2 separate regions of the Cricetulus griseus genome follow, and region 2 is linked to region 1. The links are chromatin contacts, called in public Hi-C maps. All regions are on one chromosome and are shown on one strand. Each heading gives the region's core, a stretch centred on a gene start, on an enhancer-like site or on the middle of the called end of the contact. The rest is flanking DNA. Distances are from core to core; before and after follow the strand shown.

Region 1 (6,229 bases), core at 2,714-5,213:
ATAGTTACATTAATTTTTCTCAGTGCATCTAAGCTGTTTATCACAGGAGTGTTAATGGAAAAGGAAAATATGTCAGGAGGGCTTTCTCACACTCTCAGGGCTTGAGTAAATTAATGCTTATGGGATTGCTTTCCCACACCACAATTAGGGACATCTTTATTTCATCCTAGCTAATCATCTTTCAGCAAGGCCAGGAGTATGCCCACCGGAGAGCCCTAGCAAGGACCGCCAAGGAAGCAGACTCAGGCAAGCCTGCTTCCGGTTAAGTAACTAGTAACTTGATCCTCCACTCTCCCTTGTCTGAAATCGAAACTGAGAGACCTTGGCATTAACAGTTGGCCCCAAATGGAACAGGAGAAACACGTCAGAGATATTTCAGATGAAAAGCATCTTAACACATGAGGCTGCCCACCAGACAAACTGTCCAGGCCTGAAGGGTGAAGACAGCTTCCATTCCTAGAACAATGAGCATGGAACAGAGTTCCTAGCTCCGGTAACCCACTGGGGAATGGCCACCTGGTCTTCCAGACACTGCAGGTGTTCAAAGTGCAACTATAAAACCTGAGACTCCCAAGGTTGTTCCACATATTTATCCCCTGATCAGCTTGACTGGACAGCTGGGCCTTCCCTGTGTGACAGGAGGAGGCTGGATCCTGAAAGACACAGGCCAAGCCATCTACAACTAGTCCACCATACCTGGGGTCACCCTCTCAGAGCAGGGTAGTTTAAACTTGTTGACTTGAATGGTCAGAAGGTGTCTGGAAGTGTCATTAAGGGGGCTATCTGTTTATTTAAACTACTGTGAAGCAACCTAGCATCAGCTAATGTGTCTGTACCCACACGACAAAATCTTAAGCCTTGTGGCCTGCCCCACTCCTGCTTCCCAAATGCCGACTTCTTATCACACCAGATTATAGAGTGTACTTCCCACACACTGAATCTCCAGTCCATGGAGGTCCCAGAAAACCCTTCCCATTCCATCTGTGTTTTCAATCTCTCCTTCGGAGCCATGCTTTCTGTCCTCAATGGCGTCAGTAAGTCACAATGTTCCCACAGCATGTGGGTGCAGCACCTCTACGGCCCATGGACACTTTAAAAATATTCCTTTGGCAATATATACCATCGACTTTTTTTCTTCAACAGGGTCGCCATGAAAACTCAAGACTGTGGGGACCTCCAGGAGCAAGCCTGATGTGATGCTATATGCTTGATACTGTTGACACTAACATGTGGCAGAATCCCCAAGGGGCAGAGACAGAGCACCCCACTCTTACCCTGCAGTGAGCCCTTCCCTTCTAGCTTCCAAATGCCCTAAGAATAAATCCAAACTCCACCCCCAACTGATGGGTAAGCCTCTTGCTCCCTGGATCCCTCCAGTCTATTGTTCCCTTTTCTGTTCCCTAAACTCACAAAGCTTATTCTTATCTTGGGGACCAAATAAACCATGTTCAGTCCTGTGCCTAAAGAGACAGCTCTGCCCACTATGCCTCAATCACTGTCCTCACACTCCGCCCCTCCCAACCTGACACTGCTCAAGCTGCTCAGGGTCTTAAGCAGTATCTTCCCATATTCAGTTCCTCACATGCAGGCTGACACTCCACTACAAGGGCATAGGCTTTACCAGAGCAAAGAGCTGATGACGGTCCAGGCCCCAACCTCACCCAGCAGGGACTCCTAGGTATCTGCCTCAGGAATGAACTCATTTTGTTACAGAAGGGAGTTTGGTCCCTATAGCCCTGCAGCAAAGCTCTGGATTCTACAAGTGGCTGGTCTAGCTGCAGCAAAGGACAAGGAGACAAATGGAGAGCATGGCAGAGTGAAGCATCATGGGATTCGAGGACATACCTCCAGGGAGTACTGGTAAACAGTGGGCACGAATTAACAAAAACTAGTTGCATGTTAATATATGCTGCCTCCTCCTTAAACGGCTTATGAACACTGTAATTTTCTTCACTAAAACACTGTCTTACAGAACCAACTCCCCTAATTACAGACACTTGTATGCATTATAATCTTCATACAATTAAACCTACTAAAAAGAATAAATGGTTAAATGCCCCCTTGCCCTGTCAGTAACCCATCCCTTCCCTAAGTAACAGAACACATGCAAACAACAACAACAACAAAACCAGACAACACATCAAAAACAGACCCAAAGGTGCTGACAAAGCACAGTTGTCTACAGACCAAAATGCGAGGAAATTGGAATTCAGGCTGACAGAGCTTTGTCACTCCAGGGGGCAGAGTCAACTTTCAACTTCAAACCCCCTGGCATCTGGCAGCTCAGCACCTGACTTCAATGCTGTAGGTGCTGAACAAAACGTCTCACATCAGGAGCAAACATCTTCCTCACACCACTCATCTCCAGGCACACACGTGATCTGCTGACCCCAAGCAGGCAGGCTCTGGGGGATCTTCTCCAAAAATTTACACAAAGACCAGAGACTGTTTGTCAGGAAGTCTGCGGTGGCCTCTCTGGAGCCAGGCAGGTTTAGCTGATAAACCTCCCTGGGACACTGCATCCTGGAGAAAACAGCCATCACGGGATCGCCATGAACAGGCCCAGACACGGGCTACTGGACCAAGAACCCCACCTCCCTTTGTTTTGAAGATTCGGCACTAAGGTGAAGGAAAGGGCTCCATGCCCTGTGGATGTAGTGAACTGAGACGGGTCCTCCTGTTTCCAGTGTTGATAGGGGTCTAGTCATCTGAACCCCTGAAAAGCTGGTGCTTGAACAGGAGAGGAAACTGAGAGTTTTGATCACAGTCACAGAGAGACAACCCCTGCTGAGCGTTTCTTTCAATCTGGGTGCCTTGAAAGGCCCTCCTCCTTCCTGCCACAGCACATTGAGTGTCAGGCTACCCAGACGCGGCCCCCAGAAACAAGCCAGGCCACCAGGCCTTTGGAAGGTAACCAGAACCTTGTTCCCTGCTCTTCTTGGGACAAAGCTGCCCTAAAAGAACCAAAGGAGCCTATCAGAAGGTCTGGCCATCTTACCACTCTGGGACAAGTGTTTCTGGGCTACATGCACCCCTCAAAGCTGGGCCTTGCACCCTTAGCTACAGCCTGGAGCAGATGACAAGGTCTGTCTCCTCAAGCTGCTGATGGCTCTGTCCAGATGTGATGGGGGGTATTAGCTGTGACTGTCAGATAAGAGAGGCCTGCCTTTGTGTCAGGAATTCCCTGAAGAATTACTGAGGACTCAGCAATACCCGTCCCTGAAAGGTCCCGGAGGTCTCCTAGACTTCAAAACACAGGGGTTTGCAGAGGGGGGAGGGGAGTGAAATCCTCACACCCCCAGGTTCTTCCATCTCTTTGCTCTGCTCCTGTCTGTCCCATGCCACACCTTCCATCCCAACTCCGTGGATACCTGCTGCAACTCCTGAAGCGGCCATCAGAGGACCTGATACAAACAAACATCTGCAGGTTCCAGGGAGAGAAAGACATCAACCCAGTTCTTCACAAGGGAAGAAGCAAACTGGCTTTTGACCCTGGGCTGGATATGCCACTCTGGGCTCTCATCAGGCCCTCTCAACAAGCCTGTGTGGTAGGAATGACACACCATCTGCCTCTGAGAAGAACGGAGTTCACAGAGGGGGCACATTTTGCCAAGGACACATAGCTATGGAGTAGTTGTGTCTAGCCTGCAGACCCAGTAAGCCTCAGGCTGTAGCATGCCTGGCTTACAGAGGTAGGACAGGCTAGTTCTGATGGCCCTACTTCATTGCTGACGTTAGGTACCGTTCCCAGGCACTGGACACACCCTGCTGCAAAGGGATGTCTTATGAGCCCTAAGTCCGAGCATCCTAGGCTTTCCCTCAGAGCAGCCTCTGACCAGGACCCAGCAGCAGCAGGAGCAGCAGCATCCCTAACCCCTCTCGAGTGTCTGGAGCACAGGGTGGCAGATGAGAAGCAGCAGTTCCGGCTGCAGCCACAGCCATGTGTGCCACTGCAGCCGCCAGGAAGTCTCATTAGTCAGCACCAGCAGCTGCTGCCCCAGAACACAAGGCCCCTACGGAGCTCTGCCGAACCAGGGAGTGGGCGGAAAGAGAAAGGAGCCAGGAGAAGCAAGGACTCTGAAACCCACAAGGGACTCAGCATGTGCCCTCTCTTCACCTAATGCTGAGGCCAGAAATAAGTCACCTGAAGCCACAAGCCCCTTCCAAACCACTCCCTCAAATCTTGCCTATGAACTTTGACGAGCTATCTAATTAGGAACGGGGCCCCAGAGTACCCTAGTCAGACAAGAGCTGGTTGCTATGCCCTGATCCTCCTTGTTTTCTATTCCCCCCCAAGGCTGGTTAAGAGTTAGCCAGGCGGGAAGTGACTCCTAGCCCCTTTGAGGCTGGCTTGAAAGAGTCTATGTCACCCTAGTATGTCTTTCCCCAGCCCTCGGGTGGAATGAGGGCAGTTTCTTATAAGCATTCTCCAGCCCTCCTGTCTCTCAGCATCAAATTTCCAGCCCTGACTGCCAGAGATATCCTAAGGCTCCATGAATGCCGGCCAGCAGGGGATGCCACTCTATACACCTGTCAGGAAGAGAGGGAGGGCTACATGGCCACAGGCCAGCTCCTTCCTCATCTCCACTCCACCCTGGGGGCCTCTCCAGGGTCTTTTCAACATCCCCTCTCGGTCTTCACCCACCTCACCTCGAACAATAGAGTGTAGGGCTGTAGATGTTTTCCAGGAGAAGAAATAACACTGAACAAAACATCCATTCCTTCTGGGGAGAGCGGGAGGGGAGATGGCTGACTGGTTGGGCTGCAGAAGCCTCTGGAAGCCAACATACTCCATACTTCACGAGGAAAGCAGCAAAATCCCCTTCAAGCTTTTAAATTGCATGGCAGTTTCTCCTTAAGGGGGTGAAGTCATTCATGCTTGAAAATCAAGAGGGTCAGCACCCTTTGAGGGTTTATCAAAATGGGCTACACAGATGTGCAACAACGTGACGTGGAACCCAACTTTTGTGTCCAAAGGCCTGGACAAGGGAATGCATGTGCTAGAGGGAGAGAGGATGCTGATCCTAGGTCCCTTCACACTACCATCCTCCTCCTGAAGTGACCACAGGGAAATTACAATAAAAGGAATCCCTGTGTGGACTGCATTTGCCTAAAAGATGTTGGTAAACATAGTGACTATTACTGTTGCCTATATGCCCACTGTATGCCGGGCCATGGACTAAGTACTCCTCATGTCCCAATTAACTACCAAAATGGCAGAGAGGTAGGGGGGCTGAGAGAAAGTGGAAAAGAAAGCATGCCTATCATAGCGGGGGGGAGGGGGTGTTCTCTCCAGGGGCTCCTCCTTCTCCTAAAGTAGGCTCCAAGAGTTCCGAGGTTCAAATAGCCATAAGGCCCGAAAGCTGAAATTCAAACACTGTTCTCAGTCACTGCAGAAGTCTTTCACCGTACTGACACTTTGATAATTCTCTAAAATCCCTGACCTCATCTCCACAGCCCAAACCAGTCAGCCCAGCTCAGGCACAGCAGCGCTGGGCTCTGGGCATCCCTTATAACTGATTGACTCCAGGAGAGGCCAGTTAGGGATGTTCAGACTTGAGCCACTGCTACTTGGAATCCTCGGAGTCAAAAATTAACATCAAAATAAGCCTTGGAGAGAGTATGCTCCCTCCTTCTCTCTGCTCAGCCATCTTGTCCCTGTGAGTCACCAACCCAGGCAAGGGAGTGGGTGGTTCTGAAAACCCATCCCCGTCAATGGAAACAAAACATAAAGGCTCTGTCCTCACATCCGTGGGTTACCAGCGTCACTGCCTCCTACGAAAGGCTGCTCGGCCTGAAAACATTATCTCCAGTGTGGTCGATGCCTGATGTTACAGGGCAGCAGCAGGGGGCAGTGTTGACAGGAAAGAAATGCCTGAGCCCTTATCCTCAGGAAAAGACCAGAGGCCAGTTCTGATTCTTTGCTCTCTGTGTTACTTTTTCCTTGAGGGTAAGAAATGGTCCAGGTCGGGTCCCTACAATGTCTCTGTAGTATTCCACAGTGTATACTGTAGCACAAACAGTGTAGTTAGGCTCTCCTGGAGAACAAGAAACTCAGGGCAAAACCAGCAGCCCACCCTCCTCACTCAAGACTACAGGTAGCCAGGACACAGCCACAGGGCACAACAGCAAGTAAACACAGCAGCTCTGCCTCAGTTTCCAGCATGCGAGCCTGCACAGGCTGCCACTCATTTAAGACCGGAAAAAGGCTGCCGAATTATAAACAGAC
Region 2 (6,229 bases), core at 2,087-4,586, 160 kb after region 1:
AAATTAAAACATTAGTTACTTAAGTGCAGCGCTAGTACTGGTTCTAGAGTCCTCTAGAAAACACTAGGGTACTATTTTGGATGCCAATGGCCTTTACCTAAACAAAGCTTTTAAGGTTACAGTAAACAAGATCCTCGTTTCCATGTCAATAAACCAACCGCTTCTGCCTCCTGCACTGAACGTTGAAACAAAGTCAAAAGCTAGGTTATACTAAGTAATAGCAACCAAAATATGTCTACAAAACAAACAATGGTGGAAAAACCCAAAGCCCAGCAATGGATACTGAGGGATCTGACCAGCCAGCTCCCACTAAAACCAAACTCCAGTTCTCCCACCCAGGCAAAAGGAGTGCACGAGAGAGAAATCACAAACCCGCTTTGAATTTTTCCAGTGAAATTCTCCCTAGCTGTGTGATGCATCTAGCCAAGAAGTCAAGGAGGAAAGCATAAATTGTTCAGACATTCCTCATCACCTTACCAATGATCATTCTTGATATTAAATGATCTGACAGCACACACAGGCTGGGCTTGCAAGCTCTGACAAGTCTAGGACAATTAATAAAGTGACTTAAGTGCATAAGGCGTTTTCCTGGGGGGTAAGGGCAACACCTGACCTCTTTGATCATAAAAAGTGGGTGAGTTTGCAAAATCAATCCAAGTGCACCTAAGGTTGCCCGGCACTCTCCTCCTCCACTCAGTGTTAAGAGATGAAAGGGCTTGCAAGACCCTTGAATTTTGCACTTTATAAAAGAGGAGCGTGAGGGTCAAGTTTACAGTGGGCAGCTGTCTCACCTATCGCCCCCATGAGCTCACAACAGAACAGGAGCATCCTGTGCAGCCCAAAGCCACATTCCAAATATCACCTTGAGGCCTCTGCCTTAAGCAGTGGTTTAAAAAAAAAATTCCTAGTGAAATTCTGCTAAGCATCCAGGGAAGGCAGGAAGGCAGGAAGCCAGCATGGGGCCTGACGCACCTCTAGGAACTCCCCGCCTTCTCCATCAATTACATTTATTTTTCCAGACTGACATTTTTTCCCCTTGTTCTCTGACCTCCACCTAGGTTCTTTCACACCTAAACTCTGGATTTTAAGAACTTCAAATGCTTTAAAAGTATCTACACATAAATGAAAGGATCTGAGGGGGGGGGCGGCCAGGAGCAATCACTTTGAAAACCAGGCCTTATCAGTCTTCAATTCGACGCCATCTGGTGTAACCCCACTGGACGCCTGAATCGGCTCTGTCAGTATCTCCCTTTCCTTCGGAAACCACATCTCAAATCTCTTGGAGTCCCAGAGAAACCTGTTGCCTGGACCTAAGATCAGCGCCCCCTCCCCTCATCCCAACCCCTGCCCCCTCCACCAGGAAGCAGGCTGTGCCTTCCTTCCACAAGCCGATCCCAATGCCACAGGCTGTGCTCTGCTGACAAAGAAAGTTCCATTTGCTCTCCGGTGGAGTTTCTCTGCAAGGTCCCTTGGCGGGAGGCTAGCCTCTCAGGGAACGGACCCCCCTCCCCCCCCCACAGTCCTGGCTTGGCAGTGTCTGAAGCTGCAATGGGACAGACTACAAAAGAAACCCCCCAAAACAGCCACGCCAGCAAACTTCTGAGCCAACTCACTAGCTGTTTAAAAGTACCCAGTTCTAGCAATAGAAGCAAAAGAAGGCGCTGTCCCTTTAAACAGGGCTGTCAATGCCCAGACCGGCACTGAAAAGGGGCAAACAACAACAACAACAAAGCAACCTACCGTCTTGGAATCTAACTCATGGTGAGGCTGACCTAATACTTTATCTACACTTGCTGGGTCTGCGAAGGTGACGAAACCGAAGCCTCTGGAAGGAGACAAAGAGGGAGAAAAACAAACAAAATGTGACACCACTGAAAGCAACAAGGAGACCCTATATGCAGACTGGGGTGCGAAAGTTGCCCCCCACGCACCCCTATCCCCACCAGCTCCCTCTATTCTCCCCTAGCCCACAGTCCTCTGCCTTGCGAGGGAAAAATACCAAGGTTAGTGGGGAAAGCGGAGGGCGGGGGGGCAGGGAGGCTAGAGGTAACTTGGAACACGCTGGTGCCTCCACTCTGATCGCCTCAGTTTCCTCTCCTCCTCTTCCCTTTCTTAAGGCTTTGTTTTATGTCGAGGGAAGCCGGGGACTAAGATATTCATTCATCTCCCAAAGAGGGGACTTCGGAGTTTGGGAGTGGGAAAAAGGCATACACTCATAAATTTAAATTAAAAAAAAAAAACTATGTGGAAAGTGGATGAAGCTGAATGTCATTTTAAACAAGAGAACAAGAAGCGACAGGAAAATGACTTCAAGCGGGAGAGATGGGCGGCTCTGAATCCAGAGTTCGGCCCTAATTAACAATAACCTTTGGGGTTGTGGAGTGGGGGGGAGCAACGTTCCTGCCCAGCCACGCGCCTGAGCCCCATTCTAAATCCGCTTAGCTACTTCCGAAGACACCTCCAAAAATAAAACTAAAACTTTGTTCTAAAATAAAGGCAGAATCCAGAAGGAAATGCGTTACCTGGAACGTTTCGTAGTGGGATCTCTCATGACCATACATTCTCTAATTTCTCCAAATTTGCTAAAATAGTCTCTAAGGCTATCTGTAGAGAGAGAAAGAGAGAGATGGGGGGGTGGGAGAAGGTGTGGAGAGGGAAAAAAGCAATGCAAATTTTGATCAAGGACAAAAAGCAAAAGTAGTTTTCTGTTGTTATTCTGTTTTGTTTTTGCAATATTTTTGCACACGCGGGGGAAATTCGGCAACAGAGGTCGCGTAGAGGGCTCGGAAAGGATTTGCTATTTAAAAAAAATAACCTTGCACAGGAGAAGTGGGGAGCCAATGGCGGGGAGGGGGGGCTCTTACACCGGGATAACAAAGAGCAATAAAGAAGCCAAGAAGGGGGGGACCCAGGCGTCCCCCCCTCCCTCCCTTACCTGGTGAGGTCTGCCAGCTCAGTCCACCGATAAACATTTTACTAGAGGGAGAAAACATAACCGAAGTGAGCACCGATGTCAGATCGGCCATTTTGACGTGTAACTTACAAAAGCTAAAAGGAAAGCTGGGGGGAAGCGGGCGAGCGCGAGCCGGGAGGTGGGCTGGGGGAGAAGGTGGCCGCCCCACGCCACCCCAAGGTGCGCGAGTGCCCCAGGGGTGCGCGCGGGGGCGCGGGGGGCGCGCGGATGCCCCGCTCCGCACCGTCGCCCGCACAGCCCCGAGCGAGCCCGAGGCGGCGCGGTGGGCAGCGGCTGGAAACTTACCCGGGGTCGTGCTGGGAGTCGTTGGCGCTGCCCCGAGGTGCCTGGGCTCCCATTTGCCTCCATAGCGGAGCCCCCCCGCCCCCCCACCCCCGACACACCGAGCCCCACAGCGAAGCGGAGCGCAGCGGCGGCCGGCTCCGAGCCCCAGATCTCCGTCCCTCCTCCCCCGCCTCCTCCCCCCGCCCGGCGCTGCGAAGCTCCGCGAGCGCCGAGCCGGGCCAGCGGCGAGAGCCCGTCACACGTGGCTCGGCTCAGCTCAGCCCCGCCGCCTCGCACACCCCCCGTCCCCGCCCCCCGGCCCATCCCCACCTCTCCCCCTCCTCCTCCCCACCCCATCTCCTCCTCCTCCTCCTCCCCCCCTCCTCCCCGCGCACGTGGGGCGGAGTTCTAGAACGTCGTGTAACCAATGCGGTGACGTCACGCACCCCGTTCGGTCCCCCGCCTGTCCGCGCGCGCACACTCGGCCCCCCGTGGCAGCGGGACCCGCCGGGGGCGGCGCGCGAGCCCCGAGACTCGAGGGGGGCCCACGTCAGCCGGGCGGGGAGCCGGGAAGTGCACCCCGAGTCGGTTCCGATCACATGGGCTGGGTGTGGGGGAGGGGGAGGCGCGGGGAGCTCAGCCCGGGCTGCTCGCCGGGCGGGGAGGCGGCAGCGCCCCGGACCCCCCTAGTTCGCGCTACCCATTCAAGTTCTCGGGCCCTTGCGCGCGATCCGGAGGTGGCACCCGCCACCCGCCCTGCCTCTGTGCCCCGGTTTCCAGACACCGCGCGGAAATTTAGGTCAAGGACGCCGGGAGCACACCCACACCCTGCGCTCCCGGGGCGGTCCCCGAGACCCCGGGAATCGGGGGGCTGCGGGATGAAGGAGACCCTCCCACACAAACACCAGCCACAAGTTTTATTTTCCCTTCGCGCGGCAAGTTCTCTGGCTCCCCCGCTCCACACCCGCACGTCCTGCACGGCTCCCCGCCCTTCCCCGGCAGAGGTACGGAGCCGTGCCCGCGAAGGTTATTTTGGAACTTTGAGAAACAGACGCGATACCAGGGGGCGAGCAAGCACCCAGACTGGGTTTGCGCGTTACTCAAACCACGATTTAAAAATATAATAAAGTGGGTTTTTAGGGGTCAAGGTCAAATGATTGGGTTTCAGAGCGAGTGTTCATGAAGAATGAGTAGTAGTAGTTTGGGGGCGTCTCGAGGGTGGCTAGGATGGGTGGTTATTTCAGAAGAAAAAATGAAACGATTATTCGTTTGCTATCTGTGTTATTTATTATGTTTAAAGTTACTCGGTCTTCCTGTGTAGAGAGTAAAAGTGCGTCAGAGTGAAATGGCCCTGGGGGGAGGTGTCTTTGAGGTAACAAAGCGTCCCCCCCCCCCCGTTTTCGGAGCCATAAGGTGCCTCATGGATCCTGGCACTCAGTAGGTGTTTAGTAAAAGCTCCCTTCCTCCCCTAGCGAAGTGTAAACTCCAAAAGGATGTTTGTAGCTTCCCAGAGGCATTGCACACTTCAGATTCCAGGCTGGCCAGATTCAGGCTGTATTCAATTTATGAGGTATTTAAAACAGTACGGATACAATTATCCTTATTGTTTTAAATTATTACAATAAACCAAGTTAATATGGCATGAGGGGCAACATAAAGTTGTGGTTCATCAAATGCCCGGATTAATGTTAAGCGTGCATTGATGCCCAATTAACACTTTTCCATTAATTTTCATAGAATTAGGAGACAATGGAATACACTCAACACCAAAACTGCGTCGTGTCCACTGTGGGTTTCGGAACATTTGGAAAATCTCAACACCAGCCAAAGCCCTGAGTGATCAGACTTTCAATCTCTCTGTCCCATAGACTGGGAAAATGCCTCTCTGACAGGATTGATGGGGTAGGGTGGAGCATTTGAAGTGGACAATGTAAAAAGTCCCCTTTTTAATTGCAAACTTACATGAATCGTGCTTATAAATTGTTACTGAATATAATTTCTACAAGGCACTTTATAAGACTTCAAACCACAAACCATACCGTTTCCCAGCACTCCAACCAAACTGATTCTCGAATAGTCTGGGGACTCACGTGTTAAAGAGCCGAATGTTATGGTAGTTGTTTATTGCAATTATTCTCAATAACAAAATACAGGCAACACAGCTAATTGGGTTGGATTTTGGATTTTCACAATGGAACCACAGGCCATCAGAACTAGAAAGGACTTTCCTTATCCAGCCCCTTCCTTGAATAAGGGAGTCCCAAAGGTTCCAGGCTGTCAGGCTGTATTCCCACCACAACCAGTTAATCCCTAAGAGGGGCTCTGGCCAAGGTCCAGTGCCCTTTGGCTCTGTCAATCCTGCATATTCGAGCTGTCCCTCACTAGGCAGAAGAGGGTAGCTGCCACCATGATGTAGACTTGCACAAATTTGTGCAGTGGTAGGCTAAGTGAAAACCTGAGGGGTGGGGCACACCTAGCGCTACAGAGGCCTAGCCAGGGGCTGATAGAGGGCTAAAGGGGAAGGCTCCATCATGCCATTGTTTTTACTTAGTTTGGTATTGTTGGGGACAGAGTCTTGCTGTGCAAGAACCCAGGCTGGCCTTGAACTCCAGAGGTCTTACTGCCACTGACCCCATCACCACCACCTTTTTTTTCCCTTTGCAAATTGTGTTGAGATCGATGGTGTGGCCCAGGCTAATGGCAAACTCCCTAGATTGCAGAGGATGGCCTTGAACATCTGATCTTTTCTACGGCTGGGATTATAGGCGTATCCCACCATGCCAGGTTTATGCAATGCTAGGGATCGAACCCAGTGCTTCAGGGTTGCTAGGAAGGAAGGCACTCTACCAATTAGCCGCATGCCGTGGTCCCCCCCCCGCCCCCCCCAGCCCAGGTAATAACATTTTGGTTACAGACCTTCCCTTGCACTATGACTCTGACCAATGAACAGATTGTATGATGCCCACCAGGATAAACATGCAGAACAATTTT

The links. Hi-C and Micro-C count contacts between places; a contact is called where the count stands out from the background.
Region 2: a Hi-C map of the CHO-K1 cell line shows a contact between it and region 1, with 5 times the contacts expected there. The contact joins the promoter of Msi2 here to the enhancer-like site in region 1. A contact is called at or near these places in 4 of 8 Hi-C or Micro-C datasets (the CHL-YN cell line, the CHO-K1 cell line, fibroblasts and 1 more).

The regions. Positions count from the first base shown.
Region 1 is chr7:101,726,803-101,733,031 of CriGri-PICRH-1.0, forward strand. All of the region lies in intron 7 of Msi2 (RNA-binding protein Musashi homolog 2), which reads right to left. Among named protein-coding and RNA genes, the nearest start is that of Msi2, 160 kb to the right of the region's middle. Within about 2 kb of position 3,964, at least 3 of the 6 cell types and tissues checked have open chromatin away from gene starts, as enhancers often do. A contact at or near this core is called in the CHO-K1 cell line, where this site is marked.
Region 2 is chr7:101,889,785-101,896,013 of CriGri-PICRH-1.0, forward strand. Msi2 (RNA-binding protein Musashi homolog 2) reads right to left here and starts at 3,337. Exons shown (of 15, transcript XM_035447710.1): 1 at 3,293-3,337; 2 at 3,260-3,291; 3 at 2,936-2,976; 4 at 2,523-2,604; 5 at 1,741-1,825. The coding sequence starts at 3,322.